Regions from separate parts of the Mus musculus genome. Here regions 2, 3, 4, 5 and 6 are each linked to region 1. Evidence: chromatin contacts called from public HiCAR-type, HiChIP or PLAC-seq and promoter capture Hi-C data. All regions are on one chromosome and are shown on one strand. The core of a region is the stretch at or near the end of the contact, and the rest is flanking DNA. Distances in the headings are between cores, read along the strand shown. Region 1 holds the start of Dync2li1 (dynein cytoplasmic 2 light intermediate chain 1). Region 2 holds the start of Kcng3 (potassium voltage-gated channel, subfamily G, member 3). Region 3 holds the start of C430042M11Rik (RIKEN cDNA C430042M11 gene). Region 4 has its middle 11 kb from the start of Gm35125. Region 5 holds the start of 1810073O08Rik (RIKEN cDNA 1810073O08 gene). Region 6 has its middle 15 kb from the start of Gm35457.

What was found. HiCAR-type assays count read pairs that join an accessible place to other places. HiChIP or PLAC-seq counts read pairs in DNA pulled down with a chosen protein or histone mark. Capture Hi-C pulls out chosen DNA fragments and counts their contacts.
Region 2: a contact with region 1 is called in a HiCAR-type map of astrocytes, with 3 times the contacts expected there. The contact joins the promoter of Kcng3 here to the promoter of Dync2li1 in region 1. A contact is called at or near these places in 1 of 39 promoter capture datasets (liver) and 1 of 115 datasets of contacts at active chromatin or transcription factors (astrocytes).
Region 3: a contact with region 1 is called in a promoter capture Hi-C map of adipose tissue, with 2.9 times the contacts expected there. The contact joins the promoter of C430042M11Rik here to the promoter of Dync2li1 in region 1. A contact is called at or near these places in 2 of 39 promoter capture datasets (the 3T3-L1 cell line and hippocampal neurons), 3 of 484 Hi-C or Micro-C datasets (the N1E-115 cell line, double positive thymocytes and nephron progenitors), 5 of 115 datasets of contacts at active chromatin or transcription factors (T-cell acute lymphoblastic leukemia, bone marrow-derived macrophages, craniofacial prominence and 2 more) and 1 of 9 other capture datasets (adipose tissue).
Region 4: a FOXA1 HiChIP or PLAC-seq map of pancreatic cancer cells shows a contact between it and region 1. The contact joins the enhancer-like site here to the promoter of Dync2li1 in region 1. A contact is called at or near these places in 8 of 39 promoter capture datasets (the 3T3-L1 cell line, 3T3-L1-derived adipocytes, hippocampal neurons and 4 more), 2 of 484 Hi-C or Micro-C datasets (the N1E-115 cell line and cerebral cortex), 5 of 115 datasets of contacts at active chromatin or transcription factors (T-cell acute lymphoblastic leukemia, acute myeloid leukemia, bone marrow-derived macrophages and 2 more) and 3 of 9 other capture datasets (adipose tissue, embryonic stem cells and liver).
Region 5: a contact with region 1 is called in a promoter capture Hi-C map of adipose tissue, with 2.9 times the contacts expected there. The contact joins the promoter of 1810073O08Rik here to the promoter of Dync2li1 in region 1. A contact is called at or near these places in 10 of 39 promoter capture datasets (the 3T3-L1 cell line, 3T3-L1-derived adipocytes, hippocampal neurons and 5 more), 2 of 115 datasets of contacts at active chromatin or transcription factors (bone marrow-derived macrophages and memory CD8 T cells) and 2 of 9 other capture datasets (adipose tissue and liver).
Region 6: a FOXA1 HiChIP or PLAC-seq map of pancreatic cancer cells shows a contact between it and region 1. The contact joins the enhancer-like site here to the promoter of Dync2li1 in region 1. A contact is called at or near these places in 2 of 39 promoter capture datasets (the C10 cell line and liver), 1 of 115 datasets of contacts at active chromatin or transcription factors (pancreatic cancer cells) and 2 of 9 other capture datasets (embryonic stem cells and liver).

What each region holds. Positions count from the first base shown.
Region 1 is chr17:84,624,192-84,628,096 of GRCm38.p6, forward strand. Dync2li1 (dynein cytoplasmic 2 light intermediate chain 1) reads left to right here and starts at 2,284. Exons shown (of 13, transcript NM_172256.2): 1 at 2,284-2,385. The coding sequence starts at 2,378. It overlaps Gm26066 (a small nuclear RNA gene), which reads left to right and starts at 215; the gene lies at 215-319.
Region 2 is chr17:83,630,196-83,634,100 of GRCm38.p6, forward strand. It overlaps Kcng3 (potassium voltage-gated channel, subfamily G, member 3), which reads right to left and starts at 1,700. Exons shown (of 2, transcript NM_153512.1): 1 at 768-1,700. The coding sequence starts at 1,423.
Region 3 is chr17:83,852,467-83,856,371 of GRCm38.p6, forward strand. C430042M11Rik (RIKEN cDNA C430042M11 gene) reads right to left here and starts at 1,952. Exons shown (of 2, transcript NR_155491.1): 1 at 1,750-1,952; 2 at 1-508.
Region 4 is chr17:83,883,347-83,887,251 of GRCm38.p6, forward strand. No RefSeq gene overlaps it. Among named protein-coding and RNA genes, the nearest start is that of Gm35125, 11 kb to the left of the region's middle. Within about 2 kb of position 1,900, at least 33 of the 459 cell types and tissues checked have an H3K27ac peak or open chromatin away from gene starts, as enhancers often do. A contact at or near this core is called in 3T3-L1-derived adipocytes and pancreatic cancer cells, where this site is marked.
Region 5 is chr17:83,916,309-83,920,213 of GRCm38.p6, forward strand. It overlaps 1810073O08Rik (RIKEN cDNA 1810073O08 gene), which reads left to right and starts at 1,626. Exons shown (of 2, transcript NR_166916.2): 1 at 1,626-1,796; 2 at 3,614-3,905.
Region 6 is chr17:83,977,194-83,981,098 of GRCm38.p6, forward strand. No RefSeq gene overlaps it. Among named protein-coding and RNA genes, the nearest start is that of Gm35457, 15 kb to the left of the region's middle. Within about 2 kb of position 2,243, at least 64 of the 459 cell types and tissues checked have an H3K27ac peak or open chromatin away from gene starts, as enhancers often do. A contact at or near this core is called in pancreatic cancer cells, where this site is marked.

The sequences.
Region 1 (3,905 bases), core at 1,034-3,533:
TTTGTTCAACTATGAAACCTCAGTGCAATTAAAGGAGGAAGACAAAACTCAGCTGCCCAATCAGATCAACTGAGTCCACCTTGAGTTCATGCAGATGACCAGGGCTCAGACAGATAACCCTTGATCAGTGGTTCTCAACCTTCCTGTTCCGTGCCCCCCTTTAATACAGCTCCTCATGTTGTGGTGACCCCTACATAAAATTATTTCATCGCATGCTTGCTTCGGAGGTGCATATCCTAAAATACGAATGATACAGGGAAGGTTAGCATGGCCCATGCACAAGGATGATGTGAAACTTCGTGAAACATTCCATATTTTTCTGTGTCCAGTCCTGCAGTGACTTGATGCACCGGGGTGGTCTGGTACCCAAGGGGGCCTTGCTGTACCCAGAAGAGAAAGGGAAGGATGGAGGGAGGGAGGAGTGGGGGGGGGGCACTGAGAGGAGAGGGGCAGCTGGGATCCGGATGTAAAGTGAATAAATGGAAAAAAATTATTTTGTTGCTACTTCATAACTGACTTTGCATCTGTTATGAACCATGATGTGAATGTCTGGTATGCAGGATATCTGACATGTGACTCCTGTGAAAGGGCCGTTTGACCTCCCACAGGAGTCACGACCCACAGGTTGAGAAGCACTGCCCTTGATCTTTCCCGTTTACCAAACTCCCTCCTCCAACCGTCTCTCCTGGTTAACCAAAACAGTTACAGCCTTGAAGAGGTACCTGGCAAGTCGTGCCTAGGAAATGACATTAGCCACCGTAACTGTTATCACAATGGTTGTTAATACCTACCTGACTTCCTAAACAGCATGCTAAACCCAGGAACAGATTGTAAACCCAGAATCCCAAGTCATTACAGTAACAGGAGTTCACAGGCCACCGGCTGGCTAGCACCAGAGCGCAGAGGGCAATGAGTGAGGAGTGTTCGGCTGTCTTTGAAAACGTCCTTCCTCCACTGAACACCTTCGCCTCAGACCTTCTGACCTGACTCTTTCCTACACTTTGCTTCATTTCCAGGAATATACTCCTTCTGTCTCTACATTCAAATCTGCCAATAGGGCTGAGGTGGTAACTCGTGGTGCAAGGCACCTGCCTGGCTTGCAGGAGACCTTGGATTCATTCAACCTTCTGCATGCTAGGAACTGAATCTCAGCTCATCTTATTCCAAACCCCAATGTTCTTATACGTCCCACCATAGAAACTGAACCCAAAGGCTTGGAGAGAATTTCCTTCAGACATTCAGGGATCTGGGACCTGGGTCTATTCAACATTCAGAACAGGTCAAATAGCAAGCCTGTCATGAATGCTTTGTCAACTGCTTCAGCTGTGGTCACTTTGTACCTTTCCTACAATAGCTTGCTTTCCCTGAGTTATGATTACAATTAGCTGTGTCCATCTATTTTAAAAGGGTTTGTATCTCATGTCTTACTCTGTATTGCCCAGAGCAATACTCTATATAAGTTTGTGGGGATTCCTGCCTATGTATAAAGAGCCCACAAAGTTCAAACAAATATAAGCCCTCCTGCATAAAACAAATTAAGTATGTAGGAGAACACATACTTCATTGACTTATTAATAAATCCACTGCTTCATAAAACATCATACATCCAAATGTTCAGAAAACTGGACAAAGCTGGGCAGTGGTGGTACATGCCTTTAATCCCAGCACTTGGAAGGCAGAGGCAGGCAGATTTCTGAGTTCGAGGCCAGCCTGGTCTACAGAGTGAGCTCCAGAACAGCCAGGGCTACACAGAGAAACCCTGTCGAAGAAGAAGAAGAAGAAGAAGAAGAAGAAGAAGAAGAAGAAGAAGAAGGGGGAGGGGGAGGGGGAGGGGGAGGGGGAAGAAGAAGAAGGAGGAGGAGGAGGAGGAGGAGGAGGAGGAGGAGGAGAAAACTGGGCAAAAAGTTTGCACACCTTGTTCCTTGTTTTGATTTTAACAGTTGAAATTTTTTCCTCCTATGTTTTATTAGGTAACTGCCCAACATTGTTTCAGCTTCCAAATCATGGCACTAGAGGAAAAAAGTAACGATAAGAGAGCAGAGGCTCCTGGCATGCAGTCTGCACTCCGTATAACTAAAAACAAAAACAAAAACAAACAAAACCTTCAAGCCCCCAACATTTTCATTCCAGATGCACAAGCATGCTCACCATATCATCTGGCATCCTAGGGCTTGATGCTGAATACGGAGAAGTAAGCCGAAGGTGGAGAACTACACTTCCCATGAGGCTGCTCTTTGGGACGCAACCTCGGCCGTGACGTCGTTGCCATGGCAACCGAGGAGCCTGCATTCTCTGGCCCAACTAGGTGTTTGCAGCCTGCCTGGGTCAGGGTTGTTCCTCACGCGGAGCCCAGGAACTCTGGGGCGGCGCAGCCACCATGCCCAGGTATTGCTGAACCGGCCTGCGGGGCTCTCACGACCTGCCCTCTTTCCCACCAGAATAGGGAAGGGATACGGAAGGTTGGAGCAGAGGTACCCAGCCCTGGCGCTGTGGGCGATGCGGAGCTGGTCGGAGCAGTAGTACCTCGCTGTCACCACCCTCCATCCCTATCCCACCCTCCTACTCAACCCCCTCAACCCCTCCCTCCCTCCCCGCTCCCCGCCCCCCCCCGACCTATAACTTGAGGATTCTGTCACAAACTAGAAAAAAAAGCGACTTGAAAAGATCTTCAACTCCATCCATTCGCTGATTGCAGTGAAGTGTTTCAGATAGCCACATGCTGTTGCGGGCCAGGGCATGGTGGTGAACCAGACCACAGAGCCTTCTCCCCAGGGGCCCCTGCCTGGTGTCACAGGGCTTCTGTACCTTGGAGGAAAGTGTAACATCTCCTTGAAGGCGCAGAGTTGGGGGTCTTGATGGCTTATGAAATACACTTGAACATTTATCTCTACCAGGTTCCTTTAAAGTACCCGAACCTCCCTCCGAATGGCCTACAAAGATGTCAGGGAGAGGGCCAAGGGTCCACCAGGGCGCAGTATGATCCACTTTGTGGATCAGAGGCACAAGCTGCGGTAGAGTTTATGAAGTTCCGGGCTGGAATTGAGTCAGCTTAGGTTACTGTAGTGAAACTGTGAGTGCGGGGGTTTTGTTTCTTTGTTTGGGTTTTGGCAGATTGAAGAACCCTTTCCTTTCCCTGGGTACTTGAGAAACAGAGAACCATATTTTGGGGGACTGGTGTGTAAACAGAGCAAGCAGAATCCTCGGCCTGTGAAATAAGAGTTCAGATCATTCGGGATTTCGATTTTGACTTTGTCTTCCTGTTTTGACATTTTAAAACACTCCCGTTTTGTTTGTGGGGTTCTGGGAATTGAGCAGGCACGGTAACGGCTTAGACTTTATCACCAGCCCTGATTCAGGTTCTAGTCTGGTAATAATTATAGGCCATCAATAGCTTTTGTGGTTTAAAACTAAATGAACAGTGACAATGTAACAATCACTGTGGCCCCCAAAGCAGATATTCTTTTTTTTTTTTATTGACATTTCAGAGACAATAGATTTGAACTAGAGGATTAGCATAGAGGCTTGCATGCATTAGTTGCTCAACAAATACTTGGTGAGGGCTGGAAGATGGCCCAGTGCATAAAGTCCTTGATGTTCAAGCATGAGGACCTGAGCTGGTAAACCTAAGGTGCGGGACCCATGTCTGTAAACTCGGGACTTAGGAGGAGGGGTGGAGACAGGCGGGTCCCTAGAGCTTGAGGACAGCTAGCCTACCCCAAGAGGGCAAATAGGCATGCTGTCATTCTCTTTGCTCTTGGCTGTGGGTGTGACTGTCTGGCTGAGGCAAACTGCTGTGGCCTTAACCTACCGACGCACCGTGACTCCTGGATATATGAGGAAAATAAATCCTTGCCTTGTTGCGGTGTTTGCTCACAGCAGAGGAATGGATGCTAGGGCGCTCTGTC
Region 2 (3,905 bases), core at 450-2,949, 990 kb before region 1:
GTTTTCTTTTCATCCTAGTAAAGTGGGGGGAGGCGGGAAGACACTTCAATGACCGAATCCTGTTTCTGGGTTTGGGGAAGTTTCGCTTTTTCTTCTCTCCCAAGGTAATAGCTGTTTTTGTTTTCTTCTCCACACTGAAGACCCTCTGAATGAAACTCCAAATCCTTAATGCCACACAGAGGAGAGGAATTTGCTAGGTCCACACTTGCTCGGAAAGGAGAGAGGAAAAAGGGCACAGGCACCCATTATTCAGAGTCTATCACTAAATTAGCCTCCTTTATAATACGGATTCCATCCCAGCACACATTACGCCGGGAGCAGGGTGTGCAGAATGTGTGGGCACTGAAGCAGACCACATTTCACCGAAATGAGACTTCATCTTTTCAAACACCACCAGTACTGGCACATATTTCAAAGAGCTCTTAGCTCAAACTGAATCATCGTGCAAATTATTGCGTGTTAGCAATAAAAGTTTGGAAAATCTAATTAGCAGGTTGCTATTTGGTCAGAACTAAAACACAAAGCCTGGAGGTTTTACTCTAAAAGGTGAGACCCAAGCACAACCACAGGCTGCGCCTGTGAAAAGGGGGCGGGGTTGGGGACCCATAGATTCCTCACACCCCTCGGCTGGAGCGCCAGGGACCTCCTGGGGCAGGAAAAAAGCCTAGCTGAGCTGCCAGGCAGACAGGACGGAGACCGGACGGACGGACGGCACGGATAGACGGGACTGGACGGACTGGACGGGCAAAAAAAGCAGTGCGTCCTACCCGGAGGGTTCCCTCCCAGGGCTGGCGGAGTACCTGCTCCGGTCATCCAGACTGCGGTTGTCAGCAACCGCCGCACGCCAGTCGGGCAGCGTGCTGGCGCACAGCACCACCATGGACACGATCACGAACACCACGGACACGCTGGCCAGGATCTGCGCGGCCAGCGACGACGTGGGCTCCTCGAAGGTCCGCCGCATGCGCTCCAGCCAGCGCCGGGAGGGGGCCGCCTCGGGTCCGGCGGGACGAGGCTGCTCGCGGCCCAGCTCGTCTGCCGCGTGAAAGGTGTGGGTGTCGGACATGCGGTCGTCTAGGCGGCGCTGGCAGCAGTACTCCAGGTGCGCACCCTCCAGGCCCCAGTAGATCATCTCGTTGTAGAAGGAGAGCTCGCACATCCGCGGCGCGAAGCGCAGCTTCCCGTGGCCGCGCACGTACAGCAGGATGAAGCCGAAGGCCTCCGAGTGTCGGTCGAAGAAGTACTCGTTGCGCTCCCGGTCGTAGTCGTCGCACACTTCGAGCACGTCGCGCTCCGAGCGGCAGCCGTGCAGCCGGCTCACGCGGCGCAGCGGGAAGTCCTTGAGCAGCTCCCGGGACAGCGAGTACCGGGCGCCGCCCACGTTCAGCACCACCGAGGCCGCCCCGCCGCGCCCGAAGGTCATGGCTGGCCGCCCCGGGGGCCTGCCCGCCGCGCGCACGGGGAGGCCGCGCCGTCGGGGCCCGAGCTCCCCCGGGGCTCGCGCCCCGCACCGCCCGCGTCCCCCGCGGTGTCAGTGCCGCCGCCCCTCGCTCCCGGGTTCGCCCTCCCGAATCCGGGTGGCTGGCCGCAGCTCCAGGTGGCGCCGGTCTCCCAGAGGGCGAACGTTAGCCGAGGCACCGTGGGCAGGTCTGCCCGGTCCCCGGCGCACGCAGCCCCGCCGCCGTCCAGAGGCGAAAGGCAAAGTGAGCCGGCTCCGGCGGCGAGGAGCGGGCTCCGGGAGGCGGGGGCGGGGCCTCCCTCGCCGTCCTCCTCCTCGCCCGCCGGCTCCGCGCGCTCCGCTCCCTCCGCGCGCACCTCCTTGCCCGCCCGCGCCCGCACCTCCCGGCTCGCTCCGGCTGGGATTCCCCGGCGCCCCGCCCCGGACCTCGGGCTCCCCGCCTCGTGACGCCGTGCGCCCCCGCCCGCAGTGGCCGGGAGGGGTGCGCAGGGCGTGATGCGAGCTGCGGGGAGCCCCGGGGCCATCCGGATGATGGACACACCTCCCCCAGGCTCCTTTAAAGAGTCCCCCGAAGGGAGGAGACAGGAGGGAAGGAGGGGTGCTGAGGTGAGGACCAAGGTGCGAGGTTTGAAGTAGGGAGCAGACGGCGTCTGGATGAGCCTTTGCCAGAGACTGTTGGAAACCCTGGTCGGCTTCTAAGGCCGCCCCAAAGGATTTCTCAAAGCAGGCAACCCAGTCGCGGCTTTGCCTGCAGACTTTGCGCTTCCTCTCCGCGCGTGGGGCACCCCACGTGCCGTGCGCTCCGAAGGCGGCCGCGCACCAAGCTCTCCCCACCCCCTGCTCCCTGAGGGATGCCATGGGCCAACGGACTCGCCCTAGTCCCCCATCTTTCCCAGCCTTGGGGTCCTAAGAAGGCGCCTACACCGCTCTCACGATGCCTCCGGTGGAGTCGGGTAGCAGTCTGGAGAGAATTTTCTTTCACTGGCAAGACCAGAATGTCTTATTGCCTCGATCTTGCATTCTCCTTTTCATGCTATCTCGATGTCCACTCCTTCCCTCCCCGTAGCACCCCCGTGCGACTGCGGCACCGGCCTTCAAATGCAGAGGCAGGGTTAAGGCTTGGTGGAGTGGGGTTCGACTTGGCAGGCATTATTTTAAACAGCAGTTTACACATCCGACACCGGCAACCCAGCCCGTCAAAGGCAAGAAACAGGTGAGTTATATATAAGGGAGACGGCGTTAGATGCAAAACAAACCCTGGAAATAAAAATGAATAGGGAGGGTGGAGGGGTGAGATGGGCTCCTGTGACCATGGAGTACCTGGGGAAGGGTTTTGCTTTCCCCCTCCACTTTCCTAATTTTGTAGGACTGCCCCGTGCCCGCTAGAGGTCACCATAAGGAGTCATTTGCTCTGCTTCTCGGATAGATGTTAGTGAAAACAGCCGCCTGCAAATTTGAGTTCTCTTTCTGACAAAGTCACCCTGGGTGGTTCTTAGAGAATGAAAATCTCCATAAGCTGTTTATCCCTAGACTTGGATCATTTTTTTTTAAGCACTTAATGTGATTAAAAGCTCAAAAACAAGAGTTATTTATCTGCTAAGTAGCTACTAAGCAAGGAAAACATCCTGAAGGAAGTGAATTCAATACGGAATGGAAGGAGGTGCTGGCAGAAGGAGCCAGGGACTCCGGGGGAGCAAATGCCAGATGTGAAAGATTAGCGACTGTAAAGAAAGCTAATGCATTTGTCTGGCTGGAACAACGGGAGTTCTAAGACCTGTGTCCATGCCGGGCTATCTGCAATGGGATCCCTGAAGCTTTAATAACAGAAGTGGCTAGATGAAAGCCTTAGTTTAGGAAGACGCTCTGCCCCGTGGGTTATTCTAAGGAAAAGGCTCTTTCAGCAAGCCAGGAATAGAAGCCCTAACCTCGTGTCAGTAAAAATGAAAGCCAGTTATGAGAAACCCAGCCCAGTATCTAGCAGGTCTTAGTAATGGATAGGACACAGTGACCAGAGGAATAAATAAATAAATAAATAAATAAATAAATAAAAGCAGGTGAGAACCAGCTACCAGCCTGGCTTCACACCAGCAAGAGCCAATTCACCAGCAAGTTGTTAAAAATATTCTAAAAGCAACAAGCAACAGAACAGCCATTGTGTTGGTGATTTGAACATTACTATATTTATTTCCTGTGTTCTCTATGCAAAAAAAAAAAAAAAAACCCTTTGCAGTCTGCTGTTGGAAGCATTTAGAGAAATATCTCTTTTTAAATTAAATTTGAACTTAGAAAACAGATTATTTGGTGACAATGCAGCGTAGGCTTCATAAGTTATATTTTCATATTTATCGGCTAGATAGGTTTAAATCATTTTCTTTGTTTCTAACGTAACACTCTTAGTTGATTGTGATATCATCAACCCAACAGCAACACCCGAATCATTTTCTTA
Region 3 (3,905 bases), core at 702-3,201, 770 kb before region 1:
TCTATCTATCTATCTATCTATCTATCTATCTATCTATCTATCTATCTCATATATATACATATATATATGGAGAGAGAGAGAGAGAGAGAGAGAGGCTGTTGTCCAGCTAATCAAACAACAATTGACCATGAACATAAAGCCCAAGAATCCAGTGGTTGCTTGGTCCACAAGGCTGGATGTCTCAGCTGATCTCCTGTATCTGCCGGAATCCCGCAGAAGTAGGCGGCGCTAACGCCAGTGAAGGGATGGATGTGCTCGAGAGGCGAGGGTGAGCAGGCAAAGAACGAAAGCTTCCTATGTCGTCCTCTTCCATAGACTTCCAGCAGAGGGTGTGGCCCAGGTTAAAGGTATGTCTTCCCACCTCAAGATCCAGATCTCACCTCAAAGCTGGTCTAGAAGTAGATTCATCCACTACAAAACCAGCGGAGTCATCTCCCATAGGTATGTCCTCCACTTCTGGATGATTGCTCATTCCGGGTATCATCAAGTTGACAAACAGACATGGCTACTGCAAAGGGCAGGGTCGAGATGGATTAGAGGTACAGACGCTTGTCACTGAGCTGACGACCTAACGTCCTTCCCTGGGATCCGCAGTGATGGAAAGAGAGAGCTGATTCCTCACAATCGTCATCTCACCTCCAAACTCACTCCGTGGGGCAAAAATAAAAAACCAAATTAGATAAATGTATATATTTTTTATTTAAAATGGCAGGGGATGCCTTTAATCCTAGCACTTGGGAGGCAGAGGCAGGCGGATTTCTGAGTTTGAGGCCAGCCTGGTCTACAGAGTGAGTTCCAGGACAGCCAGGGCTACACAGAGAAACCCTGTCTCAAAAAACAAAAAACAAAACAAAACAAAACAAAAAGGCAGGGGATATAGCTCAGAGATAGAACACTTGGCTATTATTCATAATGCCTTTGATTTAATCCCCAGTCCCGAGAGACAAGACAAGACAAAGCAACCCGATGTCCTGCCACATACACCAATCTATCATCTTTAGTTTTGAAGCCTGAATGGGGCTCGAAGGTGAAAATCCAGGTGTTGTCAGAGCTGTATTTTTTTTAAAGACTTATTTATCTTATGTTCGTTGGTGTTTTGCCTACATGTATGTCCATATGAGGGTGTCAGATCCCCTGGAATTACAGACTGTTTCGAGCTGCCATGTGGGTGCTGGGAATTGAAACTGGAAGAGCAGCCAGTGTTCCTAACCACTGAGCCATCTCCTCAGCCTTGGGTCTTGTCTTTTTTTTTTTTTTTAAAGAGTTCAGGTAGAAGACATAGGTTTCTTCTTCTCTAACCTATCAAGATCCTCCTCACACCTGCAAGTAACGGAGACTCCAATTAACCGGGAGCTTATGGGATGCTGAGGATTTATATGCTAGGTGACAAGCAAGTACACCCCTCCCCCCACTAAATAAAAGTGTAATTTAAACAATTCAAAGACACACGTCTAGAGAGATGGCTCAGCCACTGAGAGCACTTGCTACTCTTGTAGAGGGCCAAGGTTTGGTTCCCAGTATCCACATGGCAGCTCACAATTGCCTGTACCTCCAGTTCCAGTGGATCTGATGCCCTCTTCTGGCTTTTAATGGCACCACATACACACACACAGTGAACAAAACATACATGCAAGCAAACGCTCATAACTAAATAAATCTTAGGAATATAAAAATGAAACAAGACAGAAAAACAAGCAAAGAAAACCCGTTCAGCTAAGGGGAAAGTTAAAGGCTCATATAACAAGATACCTGTCTGAGTCAGGGGTTCTCTTGCTGTGAAGAGACCCCATGACCATGGCAGCTCTCATGATGGAAAACATACTCTGGGCTGGCTTAGTTTCAGGGGTTTAGTTCATTATCATCATGGTGGGAAGCACAGCCGTGTGTAGGCAGACCTGGTGCTTGAGAGGAGGAGAGCATTCTATATCCAGATCCGAAGGCATCAGGAAGAGACCTTGAGCCACTAAGCCCCAGCTTGAGCTCCTCAGACCCGCCCCCTAGTGACGCGCATCCTCCAGCAAAGCCACACCCACTCCAACAAGGCCACACCTCTTTAGTGGCACTCCGTATGGGCCTATGTGGGCCATCTTCATTCAGACCACCACAGTAGCTAAAGGATATTTGCAGGAGGTGTAACTGAGGAGACCCAGCCTGAATGTTGCTCATGTCAGGTTTTGTGTGACAGCGAGGAGAAAAGTGACTAACACACGTCCTATTCCTGGTGGCTGAGGACAGCTGGTTACACGTAGCGTTTCCTTAGGACCACGCCCTGTCTCCAGTGCTGCAGGTGCTTGCTTGCTCTGCTGTGGGGGCTGCAGAGCGGGTTGAGTCATGTTAGCAGCATCCTTCCATTCTTCCTACCAGACATATGTTGTTGAAATTTTTTAATCCCAATCTGGGGTTTCTCTATCACCTTGATCATTCAGTTCCTGGATAAAAGACACACAACCTTTATATTTACAATAAGCCTTAATCAGCACAAGAGCTGGGCAGATACCTACCCTCTATGCTATTAGAATCTACCTTCCTATCAATAACCCCAAGTTATTATTTACTATGTTTCATCTATGCTGCTCTTAACTCCAATTGGTCAGCCCTCAGGTTCTCCCTCGAGAACCCATGGCTTCTCTCTCCCTCCTTCACCTTCTTCTCCCTCATGGTTTTCCTCAGACCCCCAGTCCTGGAATCCTAAACCCCACCTATGTCTCTTCTGTCCAACTATTGGTTGTCAGCATCTTTATTTACCAATGAGAAATAACTTGGGTGCAAAGTCACTGGGTCTACACTCAGACTTTCTCTCAGGGAACCAGGTCTTAGGGGCTTGCACTTAGCCCTACAATACACAGCAAAAGACCAAACCTCAAAAGACTTAGGCAATTCTCCCCATGTTTCTGGGAGATCAAACTGCCATGAAGGGAGAACCAGATGTGTGTGCTGGCCACGAGAGGCTCAAATGTCCATACTTGCACCCATTACTGGGACAAAACCAGTAGTAACCAGCAGACGTTGCTTGGATCTGGTGTTTCCAGGTTCCCAGACTTTTATTCAAGAAAACTAAAATAAAGGCAGAAACAAATTGCAAAGAAGCAAAGGAGTTTTATTTCAAAGCAAAGCAATAGTATAGACCAGAAACATCCTGTCAAGAGTGATAGGGGACACTATCTATCGATCGATTTATCTATCTATCTATCTATCTATCTATCTATCTATCTATCTATCTATCATCATCATCATCTATCATCTATCTATCTATCTACCATCTATCTATCTATCTATCTATCTATCTATCTATCTATCATCTATCTATCTATCTATCTATCTATCATCATCATCATCTATCTATCTATCTACTATCTATCTATCTATCTATCTATCTATCATCTATCTATCTATCTATCTATCTATCTATTATCTAACTATTCATCCATCTATTTATCCATCTATCTATCCATCTATCTATTATCTATCTACCTATCATCTATCTATCATCTATCTATTATCTATCTATCTATCTATCTATCTATCTATTATCTATCTATCTATCTATCTATCTATCTATCTATCTATCTATCTATCTATCTATCTTATATGTAAGTGTTTTGCCTTCATGCATGGATGTACACTACTTGCCTGCCCAGTTTCCTCATCAAATCCCTTGGGACTGGAGTTGCAGATGGTTGTGAGCCATCATGGTGCTGGGAACTGAACCCTGATCCTCTACTAGAACAGCAAGTGTGTTCAACCACTGAGCCATCGCTCCAGAACATCCCCCACCCCCATATTCTATCATTCCTGACTCTTCATGACATGGTTCCAAATGATCTTGATAAGAGTAAATGTGTGTGGAATCCTGGGGTCCAAGGCACCCTGAGGAGTGTCAACACTGACATTTTTTTGTGGCTCAA
Region 4 (3,905 bases), core at 650-3,149, 740 kb before region 1:
ACTATTAAGAGGTGTGGCCTTGTTGGAGGAAGTGTGTCACTATGGAGGCAGGCTTTGAGGGCTTATATATGCTCAAGCCACACCCAGTGGGACAGTTTCCTTCTGCAAATTAAGATGTAGAGCTCTCAGCTCCTTCTCCAACACCATGTCTATCTGCATGTTGCCATGCTCTCCATTACAATAACGGACTAAACCTCTGAAACTGTAAGCCAGCCCAATTAAATGTTGTCCTTTATAAGAGTTGCCATGGTTACAGTCTCTCTTCATAGCAAGAGAAACCCTAACTAAGACAAAGAGTAATGTAAATATCCGTGTTTTCTGATGGACTTGGGCAACCCCAGTGAAAGGGTCATTTGCCCTTCAAGGAGGTTAAGACCCACAGGTTGAGAACCACAGTCCTAAACTATTATTTAGTGAGCAAGTCAAGACATCCGTAAGATAGGCCACACGGTGAAAGCAGATCTGCTTACATATACCCCTTTGCTCCGTCCATCCATCTGAGGCAGGAGAAAGAGGATGAAGGTGCTGCCATCTTGGATATCCCATGCTGTCAGGTCTGCACTTGGCTTTCAGGCCAGGACGGTGAAAGCCAAGTAAGTTATTGTAAGCCACTAAGGTTTGGCTTTTATTATACAGAAGCAAAGAATCAGCACGCAGAAAGTTCACCTATTTTAATTTTAAAATAGCTGGGTACGCTGTAAAAAGGTCTACATTTAAGATTGCTTCTCAGGTAAAAACGTTTGTTTGTGTGTATGCTTGTATAGGTGTGCACATGTATGCATGAGGGTCTTGTTGGGTGCCTGTCTCGGTCAGTCCCACATAATGTTTTTGAGATAGGATCTCTCACTGAACCTGGAGCTTGCTGACTTGGTGCAACTGGTAGATCAGTAAATCACAGGAAGTCCCAGCTTTCCCTCTCTATTGCAGGGGTTACAGGTGCCCACAGCTGTGCTACGCCTGGCTTTTATCTGGATGCTGGGGATGGAAGTCAGGCTTGCATACTTGGGCAGGAAGCACTTTACTCAGAGAGCCATCTACCCTGACCTTCTCATGCAAATATTAAAAGTACTGTCTTTAGAGCCACTGAGATGGCTCAGCAAGTAACTGAGTTTTCCACCAAGCTTGGGGACCTGAGTTTGATCCCCAGAATGCACAAGGTGTAAGGAGAGACCTGACTCTTGCAAGATGTCCTTTGACCTACATGAATGCTGCAGTGTGCATGGGAATGTACATACACAGACCCAAAATTCATAGGTGAATAAATAACTAATAAAAATGTCTTTTAAAATTATCGTATTAGTTGTTCTCCTCACTTCTGTGACAAAATGCCCGACACAGTGACATAAGGAAGGAAGGGTTTCTTTTGGCTCAGGCTCTCAGATGGGCTGTAATCCATCATGGCTGGTGAGGCACCATGACAGGAAGGTGAGGCAGCTGGTCACTTGGCATTCACAGTCAGGAGGCAAAGAGGAGACAGGGGCTGAGCTACAGAACCTCATTATGTGCCTACGTGACCCACTTTTTCAAGGATCCGTATCCTGAGGCTTCCATAGCCTTCCAAGACAGTCCTATGAGCTGGGGACCAAGAGTTCAAACACACAAGCTTACGGAGTCCATCCTACATTCAAACCACACACGGATCCATCAAAATTTTAAAACTGGTACATTTCATCAAACACATATAAAAATAAATGTTTAAGCGAGGCTAACTTTAAGCTTGAGTTTTGAAGTCTTAGTGATATCTTAGTTGACATTCGTATATCGGTGAATCACTCGCTGTAGTGGTGTTCTTCCATGTCTGGTTAGTTGCCAAAGTAAAGAGTCAGTCTCACGCTTCATGCATTTGCATACCAAGATGCATATGTGCAAATGTAGGTGAATCATAAATTATGTATCCTGGAAAACGTTCCATACCTGTGATTCACAAATGTAGCAAGCACTGTGCTAATCTGCCAGTCGCCCTGGAACAAAATGTGTGCTTGTTACTATCACGGGATAGTGCTATTACACTCACACTATTTACGAGAAAGGACTCGACTGATAAGCACATCTGTTTTGTTTTGGTTTTTTCTCTTACCCCATTTAGTCTGTCCTACTATCTTTCATGTAGGAGTCAGCTTAATTCAAGGCTCACATAACATGCAGACTCTGTCTCCTGTTGACTCTAGGACTCACGTGTCAGTCATGAGAGAGGATGCTTAGAGCCGGAGACCATGTTTACCGATGATGAGGGTTGGATTCCAAGGGAGACAAGGAAGGATCCATGTACTCTTCATGTTCCAAGTGTGCTTGTGCATGTGTGTGTGCACGTGGGCACCTATGTGTGAGATGTGGGCCCTCTCCATTGTAGGGAGCAGAGTGGGGTTTCTTTTGCCTATAGTTCCCAGCCTTCCTGTCCACATCTCTTTGCTTTTCCCCCCAGAGGTCTATGAGCCTCTGCTTCTGGGAAAACATTCTTATTTTGATTTTGTTCTTTGGCTAAAACTTGCAGGCATGGGCAACCTTTTGACATTGCGACACAACACTGTCTACAAAATCACACTCAAGAACCACACAATTGAATTACAAAAAAGAAAAAAAAGCACCGAATATCTCATAATGTTTTATGTAAGGTTATGATTGTGTGTTGGGCCTCATCCAGAGCTATTCCACAGCACATGTGGGTTGGCCACGTCTGGGGGAAGCATATTTCACTTATTATCCACGTATAAATTTTAGCTACGGACATTTTTAGCTATGAGTGACCAAAGACCAATTCAAACAAGCTTGAATCAAAAGGGCATATGTTGATTCTCAGGACTGGACAGTCCAAGGGTGGAGAACTAAGGCTCAAATTGGTTTTCCAGAGTGTTTGTGTCAGTCCTAGATTCTATGTGTGTGTGGGGCAGGGATGCATTTCCTCCAAAGAAGGGAGTCGGGCAACTATACATTGTAAGAACCATTTCTGAAATGTTGCTCCTGGGTCCCTTGGGCCAGATTTCTCAAGTAGGTCAAGTGGTGGGCACCGTCTTCCCAAAGTTCTCTGCGACCTGAAGCTGATCATGGCTCCCTTGGTGCTGTGGTGATTTCAGTACAGCAGACACGAATGGTTGACATAGCCAGTCTAAGAGGGCTTTCTCAGCACAGCTTTTCACCTACTCTGGTCTGGGTACCCTCAAAGATCCCCCAAGGACAGCTCCTAAGAATTTTACCACCATGACTGTGCAATGTAGAAATGTCTACAATGAAAACCAAACAAACCAATTCTGCCAAGCCACCGGCAGCCAGCCTCCCACAGAGCTCCCAAGAGGTCCTCATGCACGGAGGCCCTCAGCAATGGTCTCTCAGCCTCTCCTGGGTATTCATGCCACACAGGAGTCCCTCCATAAGGGCAAGGTCCTCAGAAGTGGGTTTAGTCCTCAGGTCACTTTCCACTGACCCCCCCATGAGCCTAAGTCCCTAGTGATATACACTCCCAAGGCTTCATGAACTCTGATGAAAACTCTCCCTGGGGAGGGTAGGGAGAGCGGCTGCTAAGGCATGTCTTCGAGCTGCCCGCCTGGGCTATTAGGCCTTGATGCTTGCCAGCAGTGAGGCTGGCCTCAGCCTGTTCTCGTGGAGTTTATGGATGTGTGTGGGCCACACCTTGGGCCAAGACACTCCTGTTGGACTAGGCCATCTTCTGTGGGGTCTGCCTCTTGGCCCTGGCCTGAGCAACGGTCCTTGCACCTTCCGATGTGCCTCCCTTCCTTCTTCCCCTTCAAATATTTTTCCTTTTCTGTTCTCCTTAAATAAGGATGGTTCAACAAAACCTTGTCACCCTAGACTCTAAAAAGCACAGGTTCAACCATGTTGTGAGCATACCTGTGTGTATGTGATTCAATCATGTTGTTTTGTGTGAGCATGTCTGTGTTCATGTGGCAGGG
Region 5 (3,905 bases), core at 376-2,875, 710 kb before region 1:
TTGACTTGCAGATATGCCTATCTTCCCGTTTGTCTCTCTGGGTCTTCTGTCTGTCCGTATATCCAGACCTGTTCGCCTATTGCTCCTCCAGCCTCCACAGTTCTGTACTGCCTCTGCCTTTAGACTCCTTTCTCTGGAACTCTGCTCAAACCTGTGGCTTATCAGCAGCAGGGCTCCAGCGATCACTCAGCAGAGCTCCCATCCTGGTCCACTGTTCCCCTTTGGAGACTCTTTTTGATGTTTCCATGCCTCTCTGGTCTCTTTTGAAATCTCTTGAACACTTCTGTGGACTTTTTTGTTTTGCTTTTTTAAAGCTCTCTCTCTCTGTGTGTCCATGTGTTTGCATGATGTATGATCTGAGAGTTAATATTAGCAGTTAAGATTATAATAAAAAGAAACGGTGTTTGCCTTGGCCAGAGCTATCAAGGCAAGCGAGGCTACTTGCTGACATTCTGCCAGTGGAGCAGCTGTACCTTGTAGATTTCTTGTTACTCAACACATGCTGACATCGTGAAAGGACTCCAACGCATTCATCTGTGTTTCTGACATAGCACACTTATGACATCAGGGTTGAGTGAGGGAACCTGACCACACTCCAAAGCCCACGTTGGAGGTGGGCCAGAAGATACTAGAAGCGTCGGGCCGTTTTTCCTGCAGTCTTGCCCCCATTAAGTACTCGCCTCACTGTAATGTTTGCTGGTAAAACAAACAGATCCTCACATTTCCCTGACTGAACCGCCTGGGGTGGGCTCCTGGCTGGGAGGAGGCTGTCTGTGTGCTGCCTCAGGGGCCCAGACTCTCAATGACTCTGCTCTCCTTATGGGATGGCTCAGAGTCCTCTGCAGTCAGCAGGCACACAGGAGAGAGAGAGACAGGAGGCGCAAGCTCATCTTGTCTCCTCGGCCTGGGTGCTACCATCTACCGCTTAGATTTTGTTCTCACGGTGAGGACCAGGCTCACACCCACCCATCTCCATGCTTTTAGCTGCTCTGCTCTGCTCATAGAGCTGAGCCCATAGCCCAGGATGCTCCCTCCTCAGGAGGCCTTTTAGCTCTCCTCGTTTGTGTTTGTTTGTTTGCTTGAGACAGAGTTTCTCTGTGTAGCCCTGGCTCTCCTGGAACATGTTCTATAGATGAGGCTGCTCTCAAACTCAAAGAGACCCACCTGCCTCTGCCTCTGCCCCTGCCCCTGTCCCTGCCCCTGCCCCTGCCCCTGTCTCTGCCTGAGTGCTGACATTAAAGGCATGCACCGCCACTGCCCAGCCATTCTTAGCCCTTCTTTAAGATGCTTGGTAGGTTATTGGTCCCAGGCCCGGTTTTAAAAGGAAAAACCATGGATGTTCCTGAGGGGAAATGGAGGGCACAGGTGGACACCCTCAACGAGCTGGTACACACATTATCCTCTTAAAACTTCAGGCATTCTGAGTGCCTCCCAAGTCTCCTCTAAGAGACCCTAGAGTCCACTTCAGGTTGCTCTCCTCTGGGCTCGGTGACCTGGGCCCAGCAACTGTGATGGTCAAGTCCAAAAGTCCCCATCAGTCAGAACTGGATCAAAGGAAGAGATGTGGGTGGAGCTCAGGCACGTCACAACGTGCTTTCTCTCACCCAGGCCTTGTACCTCTAGCCAGGGCTTCTTACACACCTGCTGCCAAAAGGAGGGACATGAAGAGTAGCCAGGCTGCCAGACCTCAAGGTGTTTCTGAGTTTATGACAGGATGACCAGACACCTGATGAGAAGGATGCCAAGCTCCTGACAGGAGAAGAAGCAAAGGATGAATGCCAGAGGGGCCATCATGGGTGAGTCACTCCTCTGGGGCAATTGGAGGAGGCATCCTGGAACTTAGAACTTGCAGGAAGGGGTGGGGAGCACGGGGAATGGAGGGGAGCACGGGGAGCGGTGGGGAGCATGGGAAGACTCGCTGGCATTCCTACTTGTTTTTATGTGTGTGATACTTTATAGTTGCAAAGCCAGTGAGGTGTGTGAAGCAGAGAAAAGAGAGAGAGAGAGAGAGAGAGAGAGAGAGAGAGAGAGAACACAGGCCCAGAGAGGCTGAGCCCCCTTGCTCAAGGTTGCACAGGAATTAGTAAGACTACAAATATCCTGCCTACAGTTTTGGTGTTTTTTGTATAAGTTTGACAAATGTTTCTCTTCTTCAAGGGCCGATCAGGGCAGGTTCCCCAGGCTGGGTAAGAAGCCCCCATGTAGGGCACAGACTCCCTGGAGGGCATCTTGAGTCTAGGTGCACAGCGTCCCTTTAAGAACATGTGTTTCCTGTTTTCTTTCTCCTGCTGGCTAAGGGCAGAATGGGGTTTTCCTGAGCGGAAGACCAGTGAAGTCCTGCTCAGTGCCGTCAGCTTTGGCTGGTCTGGGGCTCATAGCTCTATTATTCTGGAGCTGATCTGCTCTGGCCAGTCTTCCTAACTTGATACTCCAGTCATCCCAGATCTTGAACCCAGGGTCTTGACTCTTAGATGATAGTTTTGGAATATTCCTTAAGAATTAATCAAGGTCTTAGAATTGGTACTGCCCTGGAACAGAGACACTAAGGCTGAGGGAGGGAGGAGCAGGTCTCCTCAAAGAAGCAAAACAAGACCTTAGGCAGCCGAAGACCCAGGGCAGGAACTTCACCCCCATGCCCCTCCCACTGTTCTCATTCATCCTGGGTGCAAGTTGAGGTTAGACCTCACTCCAGTCTGCTAGACGGTACCATGCGGAGTTGGCACGGTCTGGGTTCAGGCCATAACAGCTGTGAATATAGAGTTCCTGGAGGCTAACCGAACATCTTTTTCTACTGTCTGGTTCATGATTTTTGTTTCTTAGAATATATCATAGTTCAGGGAGATATCACTGAGCCTGGTGACCCGGGTTCAATCCCTAGGACCCATATGGTGGAAGGAGAGAACCAGATCCTGAAAACAGTCCTCTACGCATGTGCATGTGTGCACATATATATGTGTATATACACACTTTAGAAATATATGTATATGCATATATGTGTGTATGTATAAATAAATGCAATGAAAAAGGATATATCCTTTTTTAAGATTTATTTTCATTTTTGATTATGTGTACAATTATGTGTGTGTGTGTGTGTATACACACTCGAGAGAGCGCACACATGCATGCATAGCTATATGTATGAGGGCAGGTGCCTGCAGAGTCCAGAATAGAGTATAGATCCTTAGGAACTAGCTGGAATTATACATGGTGTGAGCTACCATAGGTGGGTGCTGGAAACTGAACTTGGGTCCTCTATATAAGCAGTATGCCTGCTCTTAGCTGCTAACCCATCTCTCTAGCCCCATCTTAGTCTGTTGTATGTTTCTATGACAAAATACCTGAGGTGGGATAATTATAATATAAAGAGGTTTATTTTGCTTACAGTTTGGGAAGCTCAGACACCATGATCAAGTAGCCCACTCCATGTGGCTTCTGGATGACAGTGTTCTGTAACAATATGGCGGATGACATCACCTGGTGGGAGCACAAATAGGGGCTGTGAGTGTCACACACGGAACTAGTTTTTTTCCCACGATGAGCTAGCCCACTCTCTTGGGGTAGGCATTCCTTCTGAGGGTGGCATTTTCATAACTCAATTATTTCTTTCTTGAAGGTTCGACCATCCTTCTAATAGCGTTGCATTGGGGACCAAGTCTCTAGTATCTGTGAGATAAATCATACCCCAGACATGGCAGAAGAACTACAAATGAAAGGAGTTACAAGAAGTCTGCAGAGCTTTGGAGCTCGGTACCAGTGGAGGTATGAAGAGGAAAGCCAGCTCCCATGATGGTTGCCAGCCTGCATACAGAGACTACCCTATCTCTGCTCCCGCTGCTTCCTCTCCCCATGCCCCTGCAGAGGGACTATCCCCTCCTGAGGCTTGTTGGAGATCTGGTTCTGTGTCT
Region 6 (3,905 bases), core at 993-3,492, 650 kb before region 1:
GAGGGTCTTGATAGAAAGTGGATTCCAGCCTTTGTTTCCGGCTTCCCATGAGTGACATTCACCATGTAAGGCCATAGCCAACTTCAGTCCGGGTGAGCAATCGAAAGCACTGACTTTTGAGCCAAAGTCCCAGGCTCTCCTGATCCTTCTAGCTCATCTTCTTAGAGGAAGAGAGCGGTGCACTCCTTAACCAGGACTCGGATTGGTGCCATCATGTCCACACCCGAACCAACCACCTGCCCAATGTCCAACCTAGACCATGTCATTTAATCCCCTCTCCAGCCTCAAGGGGCAACTGTCATCCACGTTGAGCATCTGACACGGGGACAGAGTGATTTACTGTCCAAAATTGTGGTGAATGATGTCATTGACGTTAGCGTTGTGGGAGAACTTACTATCCCAAGCAATGCTGAGCGTGAGCACGGATAAGACAGAAGACAGCCATGGGTCGGGGTGGGACCATCTGGAACACCAGGAGAGGAGCAGGGAGCCACTGCAAGATTCTCAGTATGGGGGAGAGAGAGTATGGGGGAGAGAGAGAAAGGTGTCCTCCCGCCTTTGGGGGGTCAGGGGCCGTTGGCCAGAAAACATGGAGGCAGACTGGCAGGTGAACAATAAGGAACAGAGTCTTCCAGCCGGGACTTCCTGTGGCCGCACAGAAAACCCTCAGGAAGGAAGGAAAGGCTGTGGCACAGACTCAGCCTGAACCATAAGGACCTTAATTTAGATCACACATCCCGGAAGACGCTAGGAAACTGCTAACGATTATCTCTCGCCCTGCAAGGCTCTGTCTTATGGTGGCCCATCCAGCTAGTTTCTTATTTGCCCCTCCAGGGCTAAATGTGCTCTGCTTCTGAGAACATTCACAGACAGAAAGCAAGAGCCGCTCGTCCAGCAGAGGAAAGCGGGCCCTCTTCTCAGCTATTGTATTGGGTGACATTTGCTGATTCTGAGGTGAATGTCCCCTCCACAGCTGGCTTTACCAATATTTTTAGAAACTTCTCACCAGCTTGCTAGCGCTGAACCATGGCTTGCTCGTGCGGGCAGCTCGACGACGTTTCCCTTTCAGCACCTTCATACTGTCACGGTGCTTCCTGGTGGAGGCCTCTGGGCTCCTCTAACTGGGCTGTGCTCACCCTTCAGCCAGAGAGCAGGCACATCACGAGAGCCCAGGATACAGATGTGTGGTATATGTCTCCAGTCACGACTGCTGAAGACATCTGTTTGGAGAGGCAACTAAGTTCCGGAGTATGGCCTTCTGGGCATGCACACTCATAAGCTTGTGTGCAGTGAGCATGAGCACATCTGTGTGTATATGCATGGGCGTGTAAGGGCCGGAGATCAGCATAAGATATTTGCCTGCCTTCCTCAATCACTCTCTACTATATATATATGGTTATATATATATATGGTTTTATATATATATGGTTATATATATGGTTTTTTATATATGTGGTTTATATATGGTTATATATGGATATATATGTGTGTATATATATATGGATATATATGTGTGTGTATATATATACATATGTGTGTATATATATATTTGAGGCAGGCAACATCTGTCACTGAAGCTGGAGCTCACCAATCCAGTTAGACTGTAGACTGGCTGGCCAGCAAGCCCCAGGAATTGCCAACCTTTGCCTCCCTACTGTGGGGATCACGGACTTGGCATCTTTTGTGGGCACTGGGATCCAAATGCAGACCCTCACATGTGTACAGAAGCCATTTTACCCACTGAGCCCATCCCTATAGCCTCAAGAGTGAGTCTTTCCTGTGCTCCATGTCCTCATACTGTCTTATTAGCAAGACCAATGGTGGAGCAGGAGACGCAGCAGCTGCCACTGAAAGACGAGGAACCAGAGGGAATGTGCCCTGGACAGGGTAGCCAACTGTGAGCAGACAGCAAGACTGGGAAGTGTACTTTCTGCCTCTGAAACAACCTGCCCCCATCAGGAGGCTAAACTCCAGGGAGGTCAGAGGTCGGGGAATTTTTTTTTGGATCACCCTGGGGAATGGGATGAGCCCTCCATCCAACCCCTCTCCCACTCGATGCCCAGCCTCCTCCGCAGGGCATATGGCTTCCAGCTCTCAGCTGGATCTCAGCAGCAGGAATGTTCTTGTGGTTTTCCTGTTGGAATTCCATGAAAAGCGCTTTCATTCTTTCAGCTGTGAGCTTCTGGAGTTTGTGGGGTGTGGAGTCCAGGGGGATTCCCAAGGCCAGCCCTCCCAGTCTGCCCACAGCCTCTAGGCATCTAATTAGTGTAGAAGCCCAGCCCGGAGCAATGACCAGTGAGCACCAGCATCAGCAACAGGGAGCTGTGAGCTAAGTCACAGCCATTTCCACTTAGCCGCTGGAAACAGGCTGTACCGACTGGGGGCCAGTCCCGAGCCAAGGAAGGAGACAGAATGGGGTGGTGGTCAGGTGGGGTCATACCAGGTAGCCGTCTGATTCACCCACACTCTAAGCCTCGGTTTCTTCTTAAGAGTGGCAACGAATATCTACATCAGAATTATTATTACAGAGAATCACAAGCTAGGTCCTCTCTCTTTTCCCTGATCCTGGGGCCCTTGTTCCCTCCTTGGTGTTATCTGTTTACCCACTGCCTTTTGCTGGGCCTTTGTCTTCCAAGTGTTTCCTCCATCTCACATGCTAGGACCCCCTTGTTCCTAAGAGCACCAAATAGGTGTCAGAAGTGACAGTTGAGGCCCCACCCACCTGTAAGCACTCCAACCCCATCCTTAGAATGCTTGGCAGGCTCAAGGGTTTGCTTTAGACCAGGGTATTTGGGGAAAGAGACGAGGGGGTTGGGAACCAGTTGACATGAGTGATTTGACCAAGTCTGAGGTCCTAGGTCAGTGGCCCAGTGAGCCTCCCATTCTGCCCCTTTCAGGAGACAGAAGTCTGGAAAGCTGCCCCACACCCTCTTCTTTGATGTCTGCATCATCCATGCCCTCTCTCATCTTGCCCTCTTCTTCACCTCTGTCCCTCACATCCTCCTCACCCCACCCCTTTCCTCCTCCTCCCAGCCTCTTTTTATTTCTCTGGGCACACAAATGCTCACCTCTCAGAGCTCTTACCCAGCCAGCATCCATGAGCAGTTGGGGCACGTGCCACCACCTCATCTAGAGGAGAAAGGTGATGCTCAGAGCAGATTTTAGCACATGGTTTCAATGGTAATGTAGAATTTGGGTGTGGGACCGGCAATACCCTCCTGTGGGTGGTGAATCTGAACTATATGCAGAAGTATAGTTTCCAAAGTTTCACGACCGCCCCATCCTTCCCAGCTTCATTTGGAAACTTCCAGAATGTCCTAACATAAATGTGAACTAATAGGGTCATGCAGTCACATTTCTCTACTTCCTGCTCAGAAGGATAGGGTGTCTAGAACATGCAAGCTTTTCCCTCCCCGTGGATATCAGAGCTTCTCCCCAGCAATTCCTTGAGAGCCTGTCCTCTGATTGCCCGCCTCCTACTTAGAGCACCTGCTATGATCAGACATGGTACTGAAGGATACACGAGAACCCCTTCATCCAACATGTCCCCAGCCTCAAACGATGCTGTTTCTTCAATGTTCAGGTAAGGGGACAGCCTCATCCAGACTACATCCTGTTGATTCTGGAAACAGTGTTCTCGGTGTCTACTCCTTGGACGTTTGAGAACTTTCATCCCACCCATAGTGAGTGACTTGATAGTGTACCCTCTTTGGATGCTGCTGGACGCTGTCAGTTAGCATGCCCCCGGCTGCACTGTTTCGGCACCCACAGGCAGAACCAGTCAGGATGGGGTTAAATGATCCAATACAATGCCCTTGTGTCATGCCTGGCAACTAAAACCAATCACACCCTTTTCTGGATGAGGACCTGAGGTTCTGGGATTGGGGGCACACAATCTTTGTAGA